2 separate regions of the Rattus norvegicus genome follow, and region 1 is linked to region 2. Evidence: chromatin contacts called from public Hi-C data. All regions are on one chromosome and are shown on one strand. Each heading gives the region's core, a stretch centred on a gene start, on an enhancer-like site or on the middle of the called end of the contact. The rest is flanking DNA. Distances are from core to core; before and after follow the strand shown. Region 1 overlaps Dlc1 (DLC1 Rho GTPase activating protein). Region 2 overlaps Dlc1 (DLC1 Rho GTPase activating protein).

The links. Hi-C and Micro-C count contacts between places; a contact is called where the count stands out from the background.
Region 1: a contact with region 2 is called in a Hi-C map of kidney, with 1.7 times the contacts expected there. The contact joins two enhancer-like sites. A contact is called at or near these places in 3 of 12 Hi-C or Micro-C datasets (kidney and liver).

The regions. Positions count from the first base shown.
Region 1 is chr16:62,268,265-62,274,680 of GRCr8, forward strand. The region is part of intron 5 of Dlc1 (DLC1 Rho GTPase activating protein); the gene reads left to right. Among named protein-coding and RNA genes, the nearest start is that of Trmt9b, 220 kb to the right of the region's middle. Within about 2 kb of position 1,672, at least 17 of the 93 cell types and tissues checked have an H3K27ac peak or open chromatin away from gene starts, as enhancers often do. A contact at or near this core is called in kidney and liver, where this site is marked.
Region 2 is chr16:62,224,636-62,230,652 of GRCr8, forward strand. All of the region lies in intron 5 of Dlc1 (DLC1 Rho GTPase activating protein), which reads left to right. Among named protein-coding and RNA genes, the nearest start is that of Dlc1, 230 kb to the left of the region's middle. Within about 2 kb of position 4,321, at least 3 of the 93 cell types and tissues checked have an H3K27ac peak or open chromatin away from gene starts, as enhancers often do. A contact at or near this core is called in kidney and liver, where this site is marked.

The DNA.
Region 1 (6,416 bases), core at 422-2,921, 41 kb after region 2:
CTAGAAAGCCTTTCTAGCAAAGTGCATAAGAGACGCAAAGGTCCCAGATAGAGGCACTGAGATTCCCAAGGACAAGAGCAGGAACTTAACCAACAGTGGGTTGACTAGAATGACACACCCGGTGGGCACACTGAGGAATACTTTGTAGCCCTTTGTAGAATTGGGCAGAAAAGTAAGCAGGTTGTTCCATGGACTTCTATTCTATTCCTAGGTAATCAAACACAGCTGAAAAAAAATGCAGTTTCCAATGGGCATCTAATATTTTAAAGATAATCAGTAGAATTGCAAACAGATGTGGATAGTAAATCTTCCTTGAATAAAGTGTTATCTTCAACAGTGCTATTTACAGCACAATTTTTTGAAGCATGAATATATAGCGAAGTGTATTGTCTCTTTCTTTGAAGTTTATTTGGTCCACATGTGATGAATATTTAAATAAAAATTCTACTAGCTCATCACACAGTACATGTCTCATTAATTTAAAAAAATGTAAAACACTGAAGAATGAACCATTAATTTTATCCCATGATAAGAATGTGGAGAATGTGGGAGATGGGACCGTTAGAAAGTAAGCTTACAAAGTCAAGAGACTCAGGGCTGTTGTTTGTTTAGGTGGTGGGCTGGTCTCTTAGGATTTCCCTTGCTGTGAAGAGACACTACAACCAGGGCAACTCTTAGAAAGGAAGACATTTCATTGAGGCTGGCTTACAGTTCCAGAGGTTTAGTCCCTTATCATCATGGCAAGAAGCACAGCAGTGTGCAGACAGACATGGGGCTGGAGGAGCGGAGAGTTCTACGTCTTGAACCAAAGGCAGCAGAAGGATGAGACCTTATTTATTCCACACTTGGCTAGCTTAAGCCTTTAAGACCCAGAGATCCAACTCCTCAGTGGTACACTTCCTCTAAAAAGGCCACACCCCTTCCACGAAGGCCACACCCCTTCCACAAAGGCCACACCTCCTAATAGCCACTTCTTATGAGCCAAGCATTCAAACACAAGAGTCTATGGGGGCCAAGCCTATTCAAACCACTACAGTTGGTTGGATTTGGCTTTTTGTTTTTTTGTTTTCCATTGCTATAACCCTGCTTACAATAATATCCAGTACATGATAGATAACTTACATTCAATATTTACTGGATGATGGATGGATGGATGGATGGATGGATGGATGAATGGGCGGACCAATCAATTAATTTACAAAGGCGTATGTTGTCTAGGCACTCTTGCAAGGCAGTTGAGTGATTGGACAAGTGCTGTGTAACTCCATGCTGTTGGGTATGGCAGTATCTCACCTCTCATCATGAACTGAGCTCTTGACAAGTTCATCTTGCTAAAATCCATCTGTTGTCGCTCATTAGTTACCACAGGCTCTCAGATCAGTAGTTTTCCCCTCTTTCCCTCCTCCGGAACCCCGCAGAGGTAAATCTGTAAAGTTCAAAGTGGATGAAGATAAGCAATTTTCTCTCCTCAGAAGTGGCAATTGGTTTGTCTCCTTACACCTTTCTCCAAGAGAAGTATTTCCACATTCGTGAAAAAAAAAAATACACCTTGACATTACAGGGGTGTGGTTGGCAGAACCCTTCCTTCTAGCCCGGTCTCCTCAAGCAAGGCAGTGCAGAAAGGAGGGCTCTTCAGTAACACTTGACAAGGTGCCAGTTCCACCCACCAGTGATAAGAGCAGCCTGGGACACAGCAGTCACTATGAGCACAGGCTGCTTTCCCAGTGCAGAGTCCACATGGTCCTCCTCACAAAGCAAAAGACAGGGTGACCTTGAAAACCTGCCAACTGAGTTCTGGAAATTACAAGAGCAACTTTCCTGGAATTGTTCAAGCAAAGCAAGGTCTCGAAATGGATCATAAGAGGATTCGCCCCTAGTTAGAAAGATCCCCATCTGAGTATTTTCCCTTCACTTCCACAACGGTAAGGGCGTCCAGCTTTAACAACATCACCTCACTTCCTGTCTGAGTCGTCAGATTATTTTCCATATACTCGAAGCCTTCGTTTAGCGTGAGAGGTGAAACCCAGGTACAATTTATTCAGAATATATTCTTGGAAGAAAATCAATTAAAAGTACTTATATGGAATGCGTTACATTACAAACACCACTCGACATTGGTTCGAAGTTTGGGGGCACAGCTGGGGCCTCATTTCAGGCAAAGATGTAATGCTACAGGATGAAGGCTCAACAACGTCAGCCTCAGAGCCCATAGAGAGCTCAGAACAGGAAGAGACTTGAGGTTCCTTATCACTGTCAGGGGCTGACCTTCCATCCATTCCGTGTTCAATGCATGGAGGAAAATGACTTAATTTTTTTAAAATATCATGTCTTTCAAAAGTAATGTGTCGGGGCTGGGGATTTAGCTCAGTGGTAGAGCGCTTACCTAGGAAGCGCAAGGCCCTGGGTTCGGTCCCCAGCTCCGAAAAAAAGAACCAAAAAAAAAAAAAAAAAGTAATGTGTCTTTGTATTGAGTGCCAATAGTTTTCCAACATGTCTCAACATTCTATAATTTCGATATTTTTAAAAATTTGAGAAGTCCCAATACAGTAAGGAATACATTCTTCCACTGTCTCTGTGAAACACAAGGACACTGATCCTTGTCATTTGTGCACGTTTGGAGAACTGGAGTGTGACAAGTGCGTGGTGCACAACTGTGCCCCTTTGCACTATGGGTGCCAGCGTGGTAGTCATCTGAGGGCTGGTTGTGGTTTATGTCATACAATCAGCCAATAATAATTTCTGAGGAAACTTGGGGTAGGAGCGCTTATAAATCCATCATCATAATCTTGTTCAGGTTAACATTTTGCAGAATTTTTGCATTTAATGTTTGGCATCTTTCTGAGGGAGACTAAAGGAAAAGCAATACATTAATATTCCTGTTCTCAGTACATTGAACGTCTTTTCTTGAGATCTGGAAACATATAAACAACGAAAAGGCAGATTTTAACTCTGAGAGGTAACAAGAACAACAACAAAAGCAATACAGATAACAGTTTTAGCCTGTGTCCTTGAGAAAGGCCAACCTTAAGGAGACCAGATGAGGAGTGAAGGCCGAGACTAGAGGCCAGCGTTTAGTTGGATGGAAAATACTTCTGCATTTCTGCCTCTCAGAGCTGCCAGCCTCGGAAGCTGTCATGGGGTGATACTGAAAATGTTTCCCATAGCACGGAGATAACATGAGGACTAAAGGCATGTTTGAAGTTCTTGGAACTATTCTAGGAAAACCACTCCAAAAAACAACAAGCAGAGTCCACAAGACTGTACAGTCCAGCATTCAAAACAGGGCAGGTGTGTGTGGGGGGTATTGAAATATATATATGTATATATATATATGTATATATGTATATATATGTATATTATATATATGTATATATAATCTTTCTCTGGCATTTTCTGACACTAAAATATCACATTATAATTAACATTAAGTAAAAATGCGTTTCAAAAGCAATCTGAGAGTCTGGTGAGGTCCTTCACGTTTGTAAATAATGCTTGCTGCTCAAGCCTGAGGACTAAGTTTGGATGGGATCACTCATTTAAAAGGCAAGCATGACCAAGTACGTCGATAACACCAGCCCTATGGGAGGCAGACACAAAAGGATTACCAGGGCTCGCTGTCCAGCCAGCTTTGCTGCAAAAATGCCAGGTCCCAGGTTTGGTGAGAGTCTCTGTCCCAGTGGAATAAAGCAGAGAGTGGTAGATCAGGACACCCAGCTCTCTCCCTTTCTCCCTTCTAGTGTACATGAGTGCTCTCACTCATACACATGTAAGGAGACGATATACACAAATACATCACACACACACACACACACACACACACACACACACACACACACACACACACATACACACACTAATTTTTTAAATGCAAAAAGCTTTACTAAAACCTCGCAAACCAGGCTAAACAGAAAACACCATCATAGGAAGCAAGCAAACGTTCATTCATGTCAAGTGTTGTGCCAAGCGTTAAAGATTCAGCCACGCAAACGCAAACGCAAACGCCATCCCTGCCCTCAAGAACCCACAGTGCAGCAGGGGAGGCTGCACTTAGCCAACGAGCCAAAGAAAATCAGTGTCTTTGAACTGTGAATCCAGGGTGACCATGTTTAGTCTGGGAGAGGACTCGGGACACGGGCAAGATTAGAGGCAACCTTAGATGCTTACGAGGCCATTATGGCTGTCTGGCCTCCTTAGCATAAAGAGTGCCATTTATACTGCTTGTTATCAGGGATGGAAATCTCTGTAATATTAGCCAAGATGCTGTGTGGAGTGTTTACATATTTACACCATGGTTTGTTTAAACTGGAGTCGATGGTTATCTTTTGTCTATGGGAGCAGAGCCAGCTGTTTGCGTAAGTGCTTTGTCTGTGGCGTGGCGCAGTCCTGTCTACGATTTTATGTAACCTCATTGTTGACCAGCTTTAGGTTGCCGACATTCAACACATGAGAGGAGCGAAATTTTTCCGTCTTCTGGAAGGCGGACACGGAAAGTGGGTTTTAGATGGTTTTACCTGCCAAGACTTCAGCTAAATTTAGAAAAGCACCCCCACCCCCACCCCCACCCCTCATCCCCACCCCCACCCCAGCTCTCTCACAGTTTGGGGCCCTCATTACTGTTCATTTTAATGCTAGCCTGTATTCCTACTTTGTAATTATTATGCTGTGACACATGGTTTCTATTTCAGGGATCTGGAAAAAAGAAACAGACGTGTTACAGACCCAAATCTTAAGAGATTTATCTCATGTATATGATACAATATTTTACACACACACACACACACACACACACACACACACACACACACACACACACACCAGACAGGAGAAGTGTGGTCAGCGCTTGCTGGCAATTTCAAGGAGAAAATAAAGGTGAAAATTAAATGCAGTAAGATAGTAATGACAGATAGGTGACAAGTTACAGCTCCCCTTTCCTCTCTTACTCTGTAGCGTAAAAGAGAATGCTTCCCTCTTTCCCCTGCCTCCCAACCCCTGCAAGTCGGCACTCCCCACTGTGAGCCATAGGGTTAACACGGGAAAGGCATCACTGCTTTTAACTGATGGCCAAGACTTGTCATCTCCACCATTAACATTTATAGGACTTGTCCTTTTCTTCTCTACTTATGAGCCATAGTAACATATCCTGGTATTATAAGTAGCCTTGGCACACTGTCTGGCAACAACATAAAGATTGTTTGAGATAGCTGAATGTAGTTAAAATTATATAAAATTATGTAAATTAGGACTGCAAGGATTCTTTTTTTTTTTTTTTTTTTTTTTTGGTTCTTTTTTTTGGAGCTGGGGATCAAACCCAGGGCCTTGCGCTTCCTAGGCAAGCGCCCTACCACTGAGCTAAATCCCCAACCCGACTGCAAGGATTCTAAAAAACTGTCTTTAACTCTCTGCATGGAGATAGATGATAGATAGATAGATAGATAGATAGATAGATAGATAGATAGATAGATAGATAGATAGATTCATAAACTGATTATTACCCAATAATGCATATATAATATCTACTCAGTTGAAGAGTTTTGCTGACCACCAGTCCTAGTCCCTGCTCCAGTTCTCGTTTTGAAGAGGAACCTCGGTTCTTCTGGAATTTACAGACTTTGGGACAGACTTACCAAGATCAAAGTCATCACAACCATTAGCATTCTTTTCATTTCCATAACCTTAGCATTCTTTATATTCCTTAACGTCAGCTAAGAAGAGCACAGTGTATTGGACATAATAAATACGGGTATTGTAAATAAAGTTTTCCCGATTTACTTGGCCAATCATGAATTGGGGAAATGGTTGTAACTTGTCAATATAGGCTTTTTCTAACGTCTTTTCCCAGTTTCAACAAAATGCTTACAAAACTATCTTTTACGTATACATAGCCTAAAGGGTCGAAAGTTTGATTCCAGTCCTTGATGTATAGTGATTTCAAGGCTAGCCTAGGAAATATAACTAGATTCCGGCTCCTGAAAAAGCGTAAGGGCTGTCTGTGCCCATGCTCACCAGAAGCACACCAGCTTAACATGCGCAGGATCGGAAACTCACTGTAGTCGCACTTACCCCTGAGATTATGGAACTATGCATTCCTGTTCATTATGAAGGTTTACACATAGTGATTAATATTTCTAAAACCTTTTCTTCATTTTCATTGTGAAGATTGACCAGAAAGAGGCCTGAGTGAGACCTGATAAGCTGTGACTTCGGTCACATTAGTTCAGTTCCTAAAACTAATAGTTAATAAGATATGGGCAGGGTACTGTGATGTTTACTCTCATGTCTACATTTGAATACAAATTATTGAATCATGTATATCCATATTCGGAATACCAATTTATGGAAAATTTATTCTTGTATTAAACATTTCAGTGGTTTGTTTTTAGATAACAAACCAACTAGTCACCTTATCCTCTAGGAAA
Region 2 (6,017 bases), core at 3,071-5,570:
AAACTCATCTTAGGTCCTAAAGAATACCTTCAAGCATACTATTTTCCACTCTGATAAGATTCTCTTTAGATCACAGTTTTTCACCAAAGAAAACAAATTTATCATGCCACTTCAAGCTGCAAAACCCAAAATCTTTCTTATGTGCTCTTAAAAGAAATTACAATTTCACTTGGTGACTTCCAGTCAAGTGAACTTAACATGCACACATGGGCTCATGTGTACTTCATGTGGGACAACTGGGAAAACAATGGGGTGGAGAAGGACAGTGAGACCCAACTCCCAGCAAGGTGGACTTAGCTCACCCAACCTTCGAGAGTTAGAAGATCTTCCTACTTCACATGGATTCGTTTGAAAAGTCAGAGATGCATTCATTGTACCAGGTCTAGACAGAGGTGTCCAGCTTTTTTAGTAAACATGTACTTGTGGGTTTGAATATGTGTGGTGTGTATACACGTGTGAATGGTGCTCATGTATGCAGGAGGATGGTGGATCTCCTGTTCTACCACCCTCCATCTTATCCTGGGTGTTTCACCGAATCTGGTGCTTTGACTGGTAGCCCACAAATCCTAGCTAGAGGTTACAGGCACATATAACCACTCTTGGCTTTTTACGTGTTTGCTGGGATGCAAACTCTGGTTCTTGTGTTTGGGTAGCGAGTACTCTTAACCACTAAGGCATCTCTCCAGCCCTTACAGAGAACTTTTGTAAGAGCCAAAACTCAACAAATATATCACTGAGTCAGAGAAGCTGTGTCCCTTCTGCTTATGCTACAACAGCTGATCAGATCCAGCTGTACATCATACAAAACACGCCCACAGCCATGAGCACCAGGTAAGAGACTGGCTAGACAATAAGACCACTCCAAAGCATATGACTTACTCATGGCTTTCATGTGCCAAGTGCAGATACATCGAAGTCATGAGAATCCCATGGGAATTGATACTGGGGGTATTGGAGATGGATTAAACATACATTTGATAACTAATTCCAACAGTTTATGTATAACATTGTTTTTTTCCTCCCCACCCCTTTAATGAAAGAAATGAAGTTAAAGAAAGGTCTCCCTCAGCTCCTAAGTGATTGTTTTTTATAAATTCATGCTTAGAACACAAGACTGTTTCTCTCCAGAGCTTTTTAGCACAGCATAATAATTGCGTAACCGAAGATAAACATAGGAGGCAAACTCCAGAAAAATCATGTCAAAGCAGTGCCTGAAACTGACAGAGTAAATGCCCTTTGCACCATTTAAGACAATAACAATCACCGACCTACCTCAAGGATTAGCCAGCACATGCTCATAGGCTGGAAAGAGAATGCAATAAACACTTGATTTAAGAAAGAAGGGAAGGAAAGAAGGGAGGGAGGGAGGGAGGGAGGAAGAAAGAAAGAAAGAAAGAAAGGAAGGAAGGAAGGAAGGAAGGAAGGAAGGAAGGAAGGAAGGAAGGAAGGAAGGAAGGAGAAAAGAAAATGTAGTTGGGGGAAGGGAGGGTAACCTGCTGTCTGCCCTCTTAGATACTATGACAAATAGATCAAAACTGGGCACCCATCTTTAGCAGACATCACCACACACATTCCGAACTCCCATTCCTGTGATGCCAGACCACAGAAAATGTTTTCATTTCAGTGACCCTGAGAATGACTCCCATGCTGCTGCATATACTGTCCTCAGAGCGACCCTCCACAACCTCTCACCCTCATTAATCCTCACCACTACACACCCGCCCAGCCCACCGCTCTCGAGTGTCCTTCGCAACTGTATAATAGCGTCCATCTCCCCATTTTGTGCTTAAAATGAGAGACTTCATTCAATAAGCTCACTGGGTTTAACTCAGCCTTGAATGGAAATGTTTTCTTTCTCATTGACCTACGCTGTTCCCTGTTTGAACATTAGATATTTTAATGAATTAATAGTAAAAGTTCATTATTTTACCTCTTCTCTGATCTTAAAATAAAAGCCTGGATTTCTTCCTTTCTCTCTTTCTCTCTCTCTCTTTCTTCCTTCCTTTCTCTATTTTTTCCTTTCTCTCTTTCTTACTTTTTTCTTTTTAAGTCTTGGTACCTTAGGTAATATCTGGGGTTTTGTTTTGTTATTTTTGATGGAGCTTAAAATGGTATTTGACTATTTTTATTACTTAAGAAAAAAACTGATCCATCCTCCGTCAAAATTGAGTTGTAAGGGTCAAAAGCCAAGTGCTTTTAATAACTTTTTAAGAGTGAGTAATCTTTGTTCACTCTTTGTTTGAAGAGTGTGGTATGTACTAATTTCTTTGTAAAACGAAAGAGATGTTGCTATAGCTAATGGCCCATGCAGTGGCACCACGGGACACTAGGTCCCAGCGTCTCCTGTGGCTTGGGCTGCCGTTTTTTATGTCCAACCCATTGTTTGTTGATTAAATACAGTTTGAGTAATGTTTGAAATTATCCTCTCTTCCACGAAGCCTTGTCTCCACAAATAATCTTTAGGTTTATTAACTCATAGCAAGGTTATTTCATTAAACATTTCAGACATTCAAGATATACAAGTCTCAACCACTAACAAGTAATAAAACATCCCCATTACCGTGAAGGTCCCTGTACACCTCTCCTGGATGGCATCATCCACCCTGTTTTCCCCCCTTGTAGCTGAGGCTTTATCCCGGTGGTTTTATCTCATCATACGTTTGGACATTCCAAACAGTATTAATTATCTTGGCACATTTGAAAGCAGGAGGTGGTGTAGCACTGCAAATGTCCGTCAGCAACTTTTCTAGCTCAGGCTTGAGTTCCTGATGTCCGTCCTTGTTCCAGTCCAACGTGTTCACCCTCGCTGCTGATACAGAGCCATGCAGTAATTCACTCGTACTTAGATTCCTTGCAGCCACATGCTAATACAAGTACTTGCTGTTGCGAATGTTTTTGTTCAGATCCCCATGTATGTATGCTTAGAAGTTTCGAGGTGGTAAAGTAATTCATCGAAGGATAAAGTTTCATAGCCCAAGTTATGCACATACAGGCAGAGATTTTAACAAGTATTACATATATACCAGAGGTCTATAAGAACACCCACTGCGGAAAGAAACTCCACATTGTATAAAGAACACAGGATAGTTGTTTTAAAACATTAAAATATAAATGATATAGATAATAGAATGCCAACAATGTTAAAAATATGCATGTATATATATGCACATAAAAGCATGTATATTTATTTCACATATCATGAACAATATTAAATTATCAATATGATTAAATAAACACTATATGAACAAGGTGTTTTAATTTAATTTTTGAGAAATACATTCAAGAGTACTATATTGACATCCATCTTCCTCCCCCTGCAACTCCTTCTATGACCCCTCATACCCTTTATAATTCATCACATCTTTATTATTCTTGTTATATACACACATACCCAGCAAATCTGGAATCAGTACATCAGACTGAGGAATATGCCAGTACAAGAAGCCAGAGCAAGTAAACAAATAAAGCTATAATTTCCAAAACACAAAATATAGCCAAGAACACAAACAGAAAACACGAAGACAACAATAGCATACACCTTTCACTAATAACTTTAAATATTAATGTCTTCAACTCTCTAGCCAAGAAGGACCATTTAAATGAAATGAACATGGTTGAAGTTTTGAGTGAAAATTGTACATAATGAGTGACTGTGTCTCATTAGGGTGTCTTCTTATTCAGAGGAAGCTAAAATGTAACTAGGTGTCTGTTTGGAGGAGATTATAAGTCTGAAGTTCACTTGTATGAAATTTAGTCCTGGAGTCTAAGTACAACTCAGGGAGGTAGTGAATGTGGATAGTAAAAGTTGAGTATATTTGGCAATTAGAAGCAGGGAAAAATAGTGTTTTCATAGTAACACCCTCATAGTGACATAGTGTAAGACTGGAGTTTTGCCTCAGTTTTCTGCTACCTGATTCTTCATGGACACCCTAATGCTCAGTGGGAGGGTCTCTGTTCAGAGCTCCTGCATATGTTGTCACTAAATACGAAACAAACTTAAAGTCAGAGTCTATTATTATCTTTGTCTCACAGATGAGGAAACATACCCGGAAATCATGCCCCAAATCACTTAACATGTCCAAAATTGAGCTCTTTGATTTGCCCCTCCCCCTAAAAGAAACATGTCTTTTTCGTTTTCATCTTGGTTCACGGGAGTCACCTCTGGCTCCTCTGTCCTGTCATACCTCAAATTCCTTCCATCAGACAATTGTGTCAGCCTTTCCTGTAAACACATCAGCAGTCTGATCACTTGTCACCATCTCACTGCCACCAGCCATGCCACCGCCACTGTGCATGTGTATTCTTACAGAGTCCTCTCGGCTGCTTTCCTATCCCAACCCTTGTCCTCTGTATGCTGTATTCAAACACTGCAGCTAGCATGATAGTTAACCAGCCCTCCTGCATTGTTCTGTCGTATTTACAAGGACATCTTCAAGGGCCAACAAGTCTATGCTGACCTTGCACTTGCCACCCCTCTACCTTACTTTCTTACATCCTTTTGCTAGTTTACCACATCCCAAGCTCTCTGGCCTCATTTGCTGGCCCTTGGTATTTGTTCTTCCCTCAGCCTGAACACATTTCCCAGATACTCATATACAGTGTTCTTGTTTGGATCATTCTTAGATCCGTTAAAATGTTTACATATGACGGCTGGAGTGATGGCTCAGTGGTGAAGAGCACAGACTGTTCTTCCAGAGGTCCCGAGTTCAATTCCCAGCAACCACATGGTGGCTCACAACGATCTGTAATGGAGTCTGATGCCGTCTTCTGGTGTGTCTTAAGACAACATAAAATAAATGTGAACTTACATAAAACAAATAAATCTTTTTTAAAAAGTCTACATATGCTGAAAAGACACCCCAGGTCATTGTGATATACCTGGGTTCTCTATCAACTAAGTGCAAACCACTTAAAAAATGTGTGTGTGTGTGTGTGTGCGTGCACACACACACGTGTGAGAGCATGTATGTGTGCATGCTTACATGTGCCATGATCATTAGTGTGGTCCATCAGTCTCCAGGGTCATACACTTTCCAGCCATATAAAACTTAGCACCGCATGCATTCATTTTTCCAATCCAAGTGCATGTGTGCATGCTTGGGTGTGTGTGCATATGTGTGTGCATGTATGCTTATGTATGTGTGTGTGCATGTATGTGCATGCATATGGAGGTTCAAATATGACCTCAGATGTCAGTTCTTGCATGACAGGCATCTTGGTGTTTTTATTTGTTTGTTTTTCTTTTTTGTATGTGTTCTGGTTTGAGGCAGGGTCTCTTAATAGTCTAGAATTCATCAAATAGGTTAGGTAAGGCTGGCTGGCCAAACAGCCCCAGGTACCTACTGTCTCCCCACAGCTCCCAAGATTACAAGGTCCGGCCACTCTGCCCAACGTTTTAATGTGGATACTGAGGTTTGAACTCACTTTCTTGTATTTTCAAGGAAAGTACCTTACCAACTGAGCCATCTCCCCAGGCCTTAGTCTGGTTTCTTCTCTATGTTTACCTATTGTCTCTTTCTCCCTATGGTATGTAAGTTCTAGAAGATAAGAACTTAGCACCGCATACATTCATTTTTCCAATCCTTAGATCAGCAGCAATTTTGGAATGACGGAATCCATGAGCGTCTGTATAAACTCAAACAAATACATACACATTTCCAAATTTAAAGACATACATGTCAACATTACATATTACATCACAAGTGCATCCTGTGTAGAACCAAGTAGGAAAAACGTAGTTATTAGAAGTCAAGGTGAAACATCTGCCTCACGTTCTTGCAGGGCCATTCAAATACTCAGAAGCCATTTAAAGAAGTCCTGCTCTTGCCTATCATTCATAGTTTTTTCATAAAGCACTTCTAGATTCTACTATTATTTTTATGTGGATAATTTTTAAAGTTCAAACGTGTGTGTGTGTGTTTGTGTGTATGTGTGTGTACTTAAGTTACACTTTTATCCATCTAGAACCATTTGAACCTCCCTCCCTCTCTTTCACTTTTTCCTACATTGTTTAATTT